3 separate regions of the Mus musculus genome follow, and regions 2 and 3 are each linked to region 1. Evidence: chromatin contacts called from public Micro-C and promoter capture Hi-C data. All regions are on one chromosome and are shown on one strand. Each heading gives the region's core, a stretch centred on a gene start, on an enhancer-like site or on the middle of the called end of the contact. The rest is flanking DNA. Distances are from core to core; before and after follow the strand shown.

What was found. Promoter capture Hi-C pulls out the DNA fragments that hold promoters and counts their contacts. Hi-C and Micro-C count contacts between places; a contact is called where the count stands out from the background.
Region 2: a contact with region 1 is called in a promoter capture Hi-C map of pre-B cells, with 2.7 times the contacts expected there. The contact joins the enhancer-like site here to the promoter of Stimate in region 1. A contact is called at or near these places in 5 of 39 promoter capture datasets (the 3T3-L1 cell line, the C10 cell line, embryonic stem cells and 2 more), 1 of 15 datasets of contacts at CTCF or cohesin (large pre-B cells), 1 of 484 Hi-C or Micro-C datasets (LSK cells), 4 of 115 datasets of contacts at active chromatin or transcription factors (acute myeloid leukemia, embryonic stem cells, extraembryonic endoderm stem cells and 1 more) and 1 of 9 other capture datasets (embryonic stem cells).
Region 3: a contact with region 1 is called in a Micro-C map of embryonic stem cells, with 1.9 times the contacts expected there. The contact joins the promoter of Prkcd here to the promoter of Stimate in region 1. A contact is called at or near these places in 5 of 484 Hi-C or Micro-C datasets (CD4 T cells, the HL-1 cell line, embryonic stem cells and 1 more) and 3 of 115 datasets of contacts at active chromatin or transcription factors (effector CD8 T cells, embryonic stem cells and pancreatic cancer cells).

The regions. Positions count from the first base shown.
Region 1 is chr14:30,823,571-30,827,115 of GRCm38.p6, reverse strand. Stimate (STIM activating enhancer) reads right to left here and starts at 1,522. Exons shown (of 8, transcript NM_028839.4): 1 at 1,226-1,522. The coding sequence starts at 1,385.
Region 2 is chr14:30,577,698-30,581,242 of GRCm38.p6, reverse strand. No RefSeq gene overlaps it. Among named protein-coding and RNA genes, the nearest start is that of Mir3076, 7.3 kb to the right of the region's middle. Within about 2 kb of position 1,777, at least 67 of the 459 cell types and tissues checked have an H3K27ac peak or open chromatin away from gene starts, as enhancers often do. A contact at or near this core is called in acute myeloid leukemia, embryonic stem cells and pre-B cells, where this site is marked.
Region 3 is chr14:30,624,266-30,627,810 of GRCm38.p6, reverse strand. Prkcd (protein kinase C, delta) reads left to right here and starts at 1,603. Exons shown (of 18, transcript NM_011103.3): 1 at 1,603-1,831.

The DNA of each region.
Region 1 (3,545 bases), core at 273-2,772:
CTTGAAGCCTGGGCGAGTTTGCCCAAAGAAACCTCTTGTTATAAATAAGCAAGGATAACCCTACTGCATCTGCATTCAGAGCTGCAGCAGGACACCCCCACCCCCAGTGAAGACTACATCCTGCTGGAACTCCCCATTCTGCCCACAGAGCACAGTTGTGAAAACATGTCAGTTTTGGAATTAATGCCTCTATATAATAGCTTAGTTATAACTCCTCTCTAACACATCACAGGGACACTCTCAGGTCTACGTGCCAAGAGAACTCCATCCTTTAGTGTCTGTGTGTGTGTATGTGCCCATCAGAGAAACAGCACAACCTCCCAACCCAAGGGCAAATATGACCCTTCCTCCAACCCCCATTGGGCAACAAGGGCCATCTGTGACTTCCTTCTTTACTATAAAACTCCCCAAGAAGTGCCTCTGAGACTTTCCCGGAGCCTCTAGCCTCCTCCATCAAGTCAACCAGGAGGGTTGTCAGAGTTTCACGAAAAAAGAGGAAATTTAAAAATGTAAATAACAAACGTGGTTTGGAAGAACAGCAAGCGGAAACTTCAGATACAACTTAATTGGGAAAGCTCAGGACAGAGCTGAACAGGTGAAAAGGGAGGCTGGGATGTGGGTACCGCGGCAGTCAGAGAGGATCTTCCCTGAACAATAGAGGGAGTAGGGCTGGGGGTCGCGCAGCAATGTGGGAGCACCGACTGCACTGCCCTAACACTACAGGTGGGTGTGGGTGAGTCTCCCCACACCCAACAGAGAGGGCAAACACTGGGAGTGAAGGTTCAGAGAGGAGCCCAGCATTAGGCTAGCAGACACTTAAGGGTGTGGGGGTCTAAGAGCCAAGGGGAGGAAGGCTACGAGGAGCCCCTGAGAAGAAGCTATGGGGGGGGGGGGGTAATCTCGGTCCATACCGAAAAGTGAGGTAACCTTAATTTGCGACGGCAAAGTGGGAGGGGACCAGATTTAGGCTGACATCAGACAAGAGACAGGTCTAAGGTGGAGGTGGTGAGGGGCAGGGTCACTCCTGGCCAAAAGCTCTCAGCCCAGGGTCCCGGACTCCCTTCTAGTCTCGAATAACCAGCACCGTCTCGCGGGAGAGGGAGGCACCGCAGCCCAAGGGCCCGGTGCCCAGGCCGGAACTCTAAGGGCAGGAGGGTCCCCGGGGTGGGGCTGGGACTGCGGCGGTCGACGTGGGGACGGGGAGGGGCTGGGGTCCCGGACTCACGCATCAATGTGCTGAAGGCCACGACGCCGAGCAGCCCCTGCAGGAAGATGCCGAAACTGTGCATGAGCGCGCCGCTCTCACAGCGGCCCGCCCCGGACGCGACCGTGGAGGCCGGCCCGCTCGGCAATCCGCGGCTCACGTTCCCTCCCGGGCCTTGCATGGCGGCCTGACGGGAGGGCGCGAGGGGCCGCCGGCCTCGCTGCAGCCCGGGTCGCGCTGCCCAGCCGCGACCCCGGACCTGGAGCTGGGTGCCGGTATCTCAGCCCGCGGCCGCCTCCGCGCCGCGCGTAACCCGACGTCCGAGATCGTAGAGCTTGATTGGTTGAGCCAGGCGTGAGGCGGGCTTCGATTCCCTCCGGGGCGGGGCTCTAGCCAGGGCTAGGGGCGGGGCTGGAGGAGAATCTCTGCAGGTAGGTAGAGCAGGTGAGCCAGACTGTGTAAAAGGAATCCCCAGAGCCCTGTGTTCTAGGTCATGAGAGCAGTGTCAGGGACAGTGATGGAGTCTGTTGCTAAATCCCTTTCCCCTCCAAGGCAAATCTATAAATGCCCTGGACAATTTCCTAAGAATACTCCTACATTCTGCCCTCAGATTCGGTTCACTACTTCGGAAGTGGAGTCCAGAACCTGAGGCAACATTATGCTAAGGCACGGTATTGAGTACAATAGTCTCAGCCGTCTGAGGTCTTCTTCCCACGCCAGGGATTGAGTGTTCTACTTTCATGGTCAAAAGCCAGAGGATTCAACTCACTATTCAAAGCTCCAGGGTGAATCCCTGTTCCCAAACATAATTTGTGGGGGTTTTGTTTTGAAACAGGCACTTTCTTAACCCTGCCTGTCCTCAAACTTAAAACAAGGACCTAGAAACAATGATGGCCTTGAACTCCTGATCTTCACACTCACGCACTCTAAGTGAATTATAGGTAGGTCTGTGACACCAGTCTGTCTGGTTTTGCTACTTTGCTTGAGATTGGTCTTGTTGAATTGTCCAGGCTAATCTGAACCTTTGGACAAAAAAAATGATCTTTCCACCTCAGCCTCCGAGGTAGCTAGGACTGCAGTTAAGTGCCACTACACTTGTCCCCCACCCCCACTTTAAATGGTTACTTCAATCCAGCCACTTTTCGCTTTATAAAAAGGGTGAGTTTAAGTGCAAAGTCAACATGCACAAGTCCTTGCTCTGTTCACTTCTGAGATACAACTACAAATAGAACGGATTTTGTTTTGAGACAGCATCTGGAACTCATTATGTAGCCCAGAATCTGCCCGACTTTCTCTAAAGGCATATGCCACCACACCCAGTCTGGTTTCTTTTCTTTCTTTTTTTTTTTTTTTTTACCTCCAAACCACCGGTGTGCACAGACTCCAATTTAAGTTTGTCTTACTACCCAGACCCCTAGACATCTCTGCTGTCTCTCTAGACACCTCTTGCTGGTGCCCTAGAGCTCTGACTTGTCTGCTGCATGTCAATGGGCATGTGCATGGTACAGGTCTAACCTACATCAAGGTATCTTTTTGGAACAATAAATACTAACTTTAAAGACATTTCCTCAAGAAGTTCTAATTATCAAAGAGGACTAAATGCTTTCCAAAGTTTGTTTGTTTTATTTAACAGGGATATAGACTCTGCAATCCATAGGAAATGCAATTCTGCAGCCTTTCTCTTACCGTCTCCTCGCACACCGGTATGGATACTACTCTCTAGCCCTGTGCCATGAGCTGCTGCCTAGGCGGCAAGCCACCTGTCTGCCCATCTCCACTGCACCTTCACCTTCTGTGTGCTCTGCTCCACCAGCACTTTCAGCTGTATGTATGTTGGTTCAGACAGCTAGGTCTCTCCCCTGGTATGAGCTTTCTAAAGGCAGAGCTAGTGTTGATTCACTCTTGGCACAGATTTGGCACACAGCAAATGTAAATTTACCTGAATTTTAACTTATGTATATTTAATTTATTGAAATGTAAATTTATTTAAAGTTTTTTTTATTGAAAAAGATTGTGAAACTAAATGAACGTATAAGGGAAATGTAAAGTCCCATCATTCCCTTTAAGTCCGAGAAGGACCTTACACACTAAGCACTCAGCAGTTACAGCTCATGTTCAGGGAGAGCCAGAGGATCTGTGTGTTAAAGCAAGAGAGGCCGTGGCTGGGCACAGGGAGATTACTAGTTGAAGACACAGAGTTCATGAAAAAACTGCACACACAGCTGACAAAAGAAGTCTGGGAGAAATACCGCTCTGCACACTCAGGTGTGACACTGCTCTGCACACTCAGGTGTGACATCACTCTGTACACTCAGGTGTTGACACCGCTCTGTACACTCAG
Region 2 (3,545 bases), core at 528-3,027, 250 kb after region 1:
CACACCCAGGACAACCAGCTGAGGTGCATATTTAACACACCAAAGTGGACCTGGCCTCCAGGTTCTCACAGCATCCCTCAGTCCCGACCTGGCATACCGCCCTCTGTCCTAACCCTTCCGGCTGGGCTTCTTCCCCCTGGTGGCTCTTTCTTCTATAATCCAGACATCTTGGTCTCTCCCTCCTTCTCTCTGCACATGTTTTTTCTCTCTTTTCCCTCCCTTCTGTCTCTCTGTGGCGACTTCTCTGGGACCAGTGGACAACTCCCCCTACGCCCCCCACCCCCAGAGGCTCCCAATAAACCTGCCAATAAATCTGGCTTGAATTGGCTCATTTCACTGGCAGAGAAATAATTTATCACCAGGGAAACTTCTAGAAGCTGATCTATCCAACTCAAATTGTTGTGATTATAAAAAGATAAAAATAGGCGGGCAGTGGTGGCACACGCCTTTAATCCCAGGACTTGGGAGACAGAGGCAGGCAGATTTCTGAGTTCAAGGCCAGCCTGGTCTATAGAGTGAGTTCCAGGACAGCCAGGGCTACACAGAGAAACCCTGTCTTGATAAAACCAAAAAAAGAAAAAAAAAAAAAAAAAAAAAAGAAGAAGATAAAGAGATATTAAGATATGTTCTATGGGGGTGTGGGGGGAAGGGTGTGTGTCAGTGGGGCCCAAGCTAAGGCATCCCTTCTCCCTGAGGTTCCAGCCACACGAAGGTATCATATAGAATAGAGTTTATTTAGGGCATGGGGAGGAAAATTAAGAGAGTAGCAGAGGCAGAGAAAAGCAGAGAGAAGGAGAGAGTAGAGAAGTAGAGGCCAGCCATGACCACGTGGAGAGAGGGGGTAAAGGAATGGGGAGAGAGGGGGAACAAGGGGGCAAGAGGCAAGGGAGAGAAGCAGGAGTAAGAGAGAGAGGAGGGGGCAAGCAGCCCCTTTTATAGAGGTCCAGACCTACTTGGCTGTTGCCAGGTAACTGTGGGGTGGAGTCCATTCAGACAGAATACACAAATAAAAACCCCCACCCTGTGGCACCTCGGAATAAATCCTAGCTTCCCGGCAATCCCCCAGTGACCTTGCTGGCTCCTGAGCATCTGCTGTGCCTCAGCCCCAAACTCTCAGTCACTCAACAGTGTCGCCCTCTTTCTTCTCTGCTTCCTATGCAGGCCAGGCTTAGGGTTAAAGACAAAAGTCAAGTCTGACCACAAGAAAAACCGGAATTCAAGCAGTGGGCTGAGAGAGCGCACAGTGGGGAGGGGCTCAGCAGAAACTTCCAGGGTTTTTTTTTGTTTTGATTTTTGTCTTTTTTTTTTTTTTTTTTTTTTTTTTTTTTCCAGAGACAGGGTTTCTATGTGTAGCCCTGGCTACTGGAACTCACTCTGTAGTCTAGGCTGGCCTTGGAGACAAGGCTGGCTTGGTATTTAATGGTCTACAAGACCAGGTTGGCCTTGAACTCAGAGCTCCTTCTGCCTTCGCCTTCCGTGTCCTGGGATTAAAGGTGTGTGCCACCATGCCAGGTCATTGTTCTTTTTCATTAATTTTTGTTAGCGTATAAAATACTGGGTTTATTATGACGTTTTTATATACATACATGTATTGCTATGCTTTGCTCGTACATAAAAAAATTGGGGCCTTTATTCAAAAAATGTTTATTAAAATAGTTATTTAGGTTAGATTCAAAAAATAAGAAGTGTTCCGATATGACTTCTTTCTGACTGTGTGGTTATTTAGTTCTCATTTATCCGTCTACCCCGTGACCTTTCCTCACCTCCCTCCCTTCCTCCAGTTAGCTCTCACTTCTGTTTTTCCATTACATCAGTTTCATTCTCTTCTGTTTCCCACCCTCCCTTAAGAGCTCTCCCACTCTCACGATCCCTTTTCTAGCTTACTGACCTCTAAACATACCCCTGAACACATATATGCATCCCAATTTAAATATAATTCTCGTATACAAGAAAACAGGAAGTGACTCTTTCTGAGTGCTGTCACTCAGTCCTCTGAGTGACAGCTGCCATTGCCATCAGGCCAGCAATGTCTGCTTTGGGGAGATGGGGAGGGAGAGCAGGGGATGGTCATTCCCCACCAGGGCCCAGCCACTCCCTGCTGCTCCTTGGAATGGTCTCTATGCAGATCTGCTCTAGCTGCAGGTTGCCTATGGGTAGGAGCTAGAGGACATATACAGAAGAGGAGAGTTAGGTTAGCTGTTGTAAGTGGGGTATGCGGCTAGGGAGGAGCCATAGTTCACGATGGATAAAGGCTGGTTTGGGGTCCCCCACACTCTTCCCAGCATCTCCTCACTTACAGGGAAAAAAAGCAAATTCAAATTTTCTTTTTTCTTTTTCTTTTTTGGTTCTTTTCCAGACAGGGTTTCTCTGTGAAGCCCTGGCTGTCCTGGAACTCACTCTGTAGACCAGGCTGACCTCGAACTCAGAAATCTGCCTGTCTCTGCCTCCAAAGTGCTGGGATTAGAGGCGTGCGCCACCACTGCCCGACAAATTTGAATTTTCTTATCCCACCCTTCTTCGTTGGCTCTCACAGATGTGGTTATTGCTCTCCATTGTGGGTTTGTTTTTTTTTAAATATTTATTTATTATATGTAAGTACACTGTAGCTGTCTTCAGACACACCAGAAGAGGGAGTCAGATCTTGTTACGGATGGTTGTGAGCCACCATGTGGTTGCTGGGATTTGAACTCTGGACCTTCGGAAGAGCAGTCGGGTGCTCTTACCCACTGAGCCATCTCACCAGCCCTCCATTGTGGTTTTTAAACTCTCCTTTTTTCTTCCTTCCTTCCTTCCTTCCTTCCTTCCTTCCTTCCTTCCTTCCTTCCTTCCTTCCTTCCCTTTCTTTCTTTCTTTCTTTCTTTCTTTCTTTCTTTCTTTCTTTCTTTCTTTCTTTCTTTCTTTCTCTCTCTCTTTCTCTTTTCCTTCCTTCCTTTCCTTCCCTTCCTTCTCTCTCTCTCTTTTCTTTCTTTCATGTGCATTGGTATATGTGTGTCTGTGTGAAGGCGTCAGATCTCCTGGAGCTGGAGTTACATGCAATGGTGGACTTCCATGTGGGTTCTGGGAAATTGAGCCCAGGTTCTCTTTAAGAGCTGCCAGTGCCCTTAACTGAGCCATCTCTCCAACCCCTCCGTTGTGTTTTACTATGCAGCTGGAGCCCAAGACAAGACATTCCTATAGCTTTGGACTCCTCTGTACTTCCGGACATTGTTAGTCCCAGTCCAGGGGGCTGGGAATGTCTCTCTCCTGTGTCAGGCTTGGGCTCTTGAGGGACAGCTCCTGGGACAAAGTTTTCCTGCCTTGTCAATTGGACCAAAGGGCTCATGCACCCCAAGGCAGTGACGACTTAGCCTATGTCCGTGCTGCAGGGCCTCCTCCAATCGGCACTCAGATGCCTGTGGGTGAGTTCCTGTTTCTGCACCATACAGAGGGTCAAGAAGCCTGGCTTGAGGGCGTCTACTGAGCCACCACGTGGGCTGGAGAAACCTTGTGGTGCCGCAGGCCCTCTGGTCCCTTCTGCCTGCGTAGGAAAGAGTCTCTAGAGTAGA
Region 3 (3,545 bases), core at 354-2,853, 200 kb after region 1:
AGCATGCTTACAAGCCTGATGTGAGGCAGAAGGTTCCAGAAGGAATCCAATTTGCCCAGTCAACTTTGTGGGAAGAATCCACTGTCATGGGGTGGGGACAGTTATCAGGACTGGGGACTTAAATACTAATTTTCAAACTGGGTCCTCTTTCTTTCAGGGTAGAGGGAAGCAGCAGCCTTCCTCTTTCTACAGAAGGGACGAGTCATTGTGGTTTCCTCTCTCTAGCTCAATCCCCAATGTACATTTAAAATAAGGTTTGGAGCCCCACATCTCTGCCAGGGTCCCCCATCCCTGGAAGTTTCAAGCCTCCACGGGTGGGGCAGCACTTCTCTTTTTATTTTTTTTATTTTTTTATTTATTATATGTAAGTACACTGTAGCTGTCCTCAGACACTCCAGAAGAGGGAGTCAGATCTCGTTAAGGATGGTTGTGAGCCACCATGTGGTTGCTGGGATTTGAACTCCTGACCTTCGGAAGAGCAGTCGGGTGCTCTTACCCACTGAGCCATCTCACCAGCCCCTGCAGCAGCACTTCTCTTGATCTCAGTCGGCAAAGAGCTGTCTAGACTTCTATTCCTTCTAGGTAGTTTTCCAGAAGGAACTTAGGTATCTTGGGCTATTAGAACCCTCTTGTATCCTCCCAGGAAGAGTTCTCGTTTGTTTGGTTTTGTTGAGACAAGGTCTCTCATGAACAGGCTGGCGTCCACACTCTATTCTCCTGCTTTCTCCCCCTGAGCACTGGAGTATTATTCTGAGCCTCCATCTGTGGTTTACTCTGTGGTGGGGGTCAAACACAGCGCTCTCTGCGTGCTAGAAAAAACGATCATCTGCCCAGCCCAGGAAGTCATTTCTTTGGGTAAGTATAATGTAACAGCTTAGTGTTCTGGGCTTTGGGGACAGAAAAATGGAGTCCCTGGCTCCCATTTGGTGCTCAGACTTTGGGCCCAGGGGACCCTTAATGAGTGAATGAGTTACAGCTGACAATCAAATCCCTCTTATGAGCTTGACTGAGCAAGGGGAGCTCTGAACCGTGGGCTCAGGAAAGACAGTGAGATGGGGGCAGAGGCAATTCCCACAATTGTCTGAGGAGCAGTGCTGAGACAAACTGGCTAGAACCTCTCGCCCTGGAGACCTCCCAGCTCCTTCTCTCGGGCAGGACTGGAACCGGCAGGCCTGGCGGCGTGGCTCTGCTCAAGCCAGCAGGAAGAGGAATGAGGCCAGGCAAGGCGGGCCAGCTGGCCAGTGGGGAGTCCCGGGTGTGGGCGCAAGTAGTTGGGGAAGCCCCGTCGGTGCCTCCTGGGCTCCATTGTGTGTGCAGTGCTCAACCCCACCCCCCAACTTGGCCTCGGAGTCCTCCTCTATAAATTAGTCCCCTGAGATGGGATGGCCTGCGTGCCACTGGCAGGCGAGGCGCCACAAGAGCCAGAGACGGCTAACAGATCTGGGGACCCAAGGACTTGCAACTCAAAGAGGCTGAGACGCGCTGGACCCCCAGCTCACGTGGGCGGAGCTTCGAAGGGGCGGGCGCCCGTGGGGCGGGTCCTGAGTGGGGGCGGGACCGGGGCCGGCACCTGGGTGAGGTCGCGCAGCCCCTCCCCTTTGCACTTCCGTGTGCCGCGGCGCCAGAGCAGGAGGCGGCGGCCGCGGGGATCCCGCGAGCGGCCCGTGGACATCTACCCTTCGAGCCGGGACCCGGGAGGTCCCCACTGGCCTCCGGACCCGTCCGGATCAGACTTGTGCCTACCTCCCCGTCCACGCGCATCCGGGAGAGCCGCGCCACGAGACGGACCCCGGCTCGCCGGGACCCCTGGCGCCTGGCCCTGCGTCGGGAGGTGAGTGAGAGCTGGGCCCGGGCGCGGGGTCCGAGTTAACTCGAGGGCGCAGCGGCCTTTCTCCCCCTTTTCCTCGCCCGTAGTCTCCATTCCCCGCTTTCTTCTCTGGCTCCTGGTTCTGAAACTGAGAAACTGAGCCAGGAGCAGCCAAAGTCCCGCCGAGCACGGAGACCCGCCGGTGCCTCCATACCCTGGTCGGTCTGACCCTCTCTTCGACGGCTGGAGCCCAGGCCCGACTACTCCCAGCATCTTTAACCCCCTACTCCACCCCTGTGTGTCTTTATCCCCGCCGAGGGACCGTCCGATCTTCTCAAATCTCTCAGGGGACTCTGCACATTCGTCGGTCCCCACCCCCTCTTGCCTGGTCCTCTGCTCCCAGGCCAGGTCTGTTTGCCCCTCGCCGTCCGTGTACTCCGTCTCCCCACCCCCACCAGATCCGCCGTCCCCTCGACCCAGTCCTCCCAGAGCCGCACCCCCAGCCCACGCTCGCCTGCCCCTGCCAGTCCAGTCTCCGGTCCTTTTCACCACCGGGCGGAGGGCGGGCCGCCTGTCTCCCTAGCCTCCAGTGCTTGGGTCCCAGGCGGGCGGACTCTCACGGCGCCGCCTCCTTGCCCTATCTCTTCTTTCAGTCTCGGTGTCTTTCTTGGCTTTCCATCTGTCTCTGAGCTGGGCGTGGCTCCAGCCTCCACCATTCCCCTGTCCTCTCTGATCCCCCGTGTCCCTTCTCCGGGTGGTCTCTGCCTGGTGCTGTCAGTCTCTGTCCCACTGGAGAGACGCCACCCCCTCTGGGGGCCCAGTAAGGTGATGAGGACAGCAGTGACGGGAGTGCTCTGCCCTGCCGGCTGGCAGTGGAGAGGGAGCACCATCACAACTGCTCCCACTTCCCCAACTCTCTTATACAGGGGAGGGGAGAGAAGGGAGCCTCACTCAGCACCCCACTCAAACCTGGAGGACTTAGACTGAGTGGGGGAGATCCCTTTTTCCTTTGGCCGCTACCCTGGGCCCTCGGAGGAGTCTGGCTTCTGTTGCTGTAGTATCTGTGTCTGGACTTGTGAGTATAGTGTGTATCTTGTCTCTTTGTGTATTATTTGTCATAGTGGGACTTCCCCTGTGAATGTGTCCTTTTTCACGTGTGACTTGCATATACTTCATGGCTGTCTGTGTGTTCTGAGGCTTGGTGTGTGCCCCGTGCAACTTGGTAATCATGCCTTGTATGTAGAGGCTTCCCCTGTATATTTTGTGCCTTGGCTTGCTCATGTCTCTGTGTCCCTGTGTGTTCCAAAGGTCTGTGCATTATATCACAACAACCCTCTGGCCAGAGTACATTCATTCCTTTAATTGTGGGAGCCCACGCTATCGGTGTGCCGACCCCCTAGGCTTGTGTGTAAGCGTGCCTCTAATCATATTCGGTTCTTCTTCCTCTGCTACTGATCCTCTATGACCAAGCTGATCAGGGACAGAGGAGGGGACTGGGTTTCCTCGTTCCTGCTATGGATTAGATTGGGGTGTGGTGAACAGGCCAGCAGAGGGCGGCTGCTCTGTGTGTGTGTGTGTGTGTGTGTGTGTGTGTGTGTTTTGTTTCTCAGTGACAGTATCTTTGTACGATACTGTAAAGGCTCAGGTATATGACAGGACTGTGTGGAAGGTGACACTGCCATATGGAACTCCAGTAGCAAAGGGTGACTGGTAGGAGACTCACAGTCTGACTGTATGA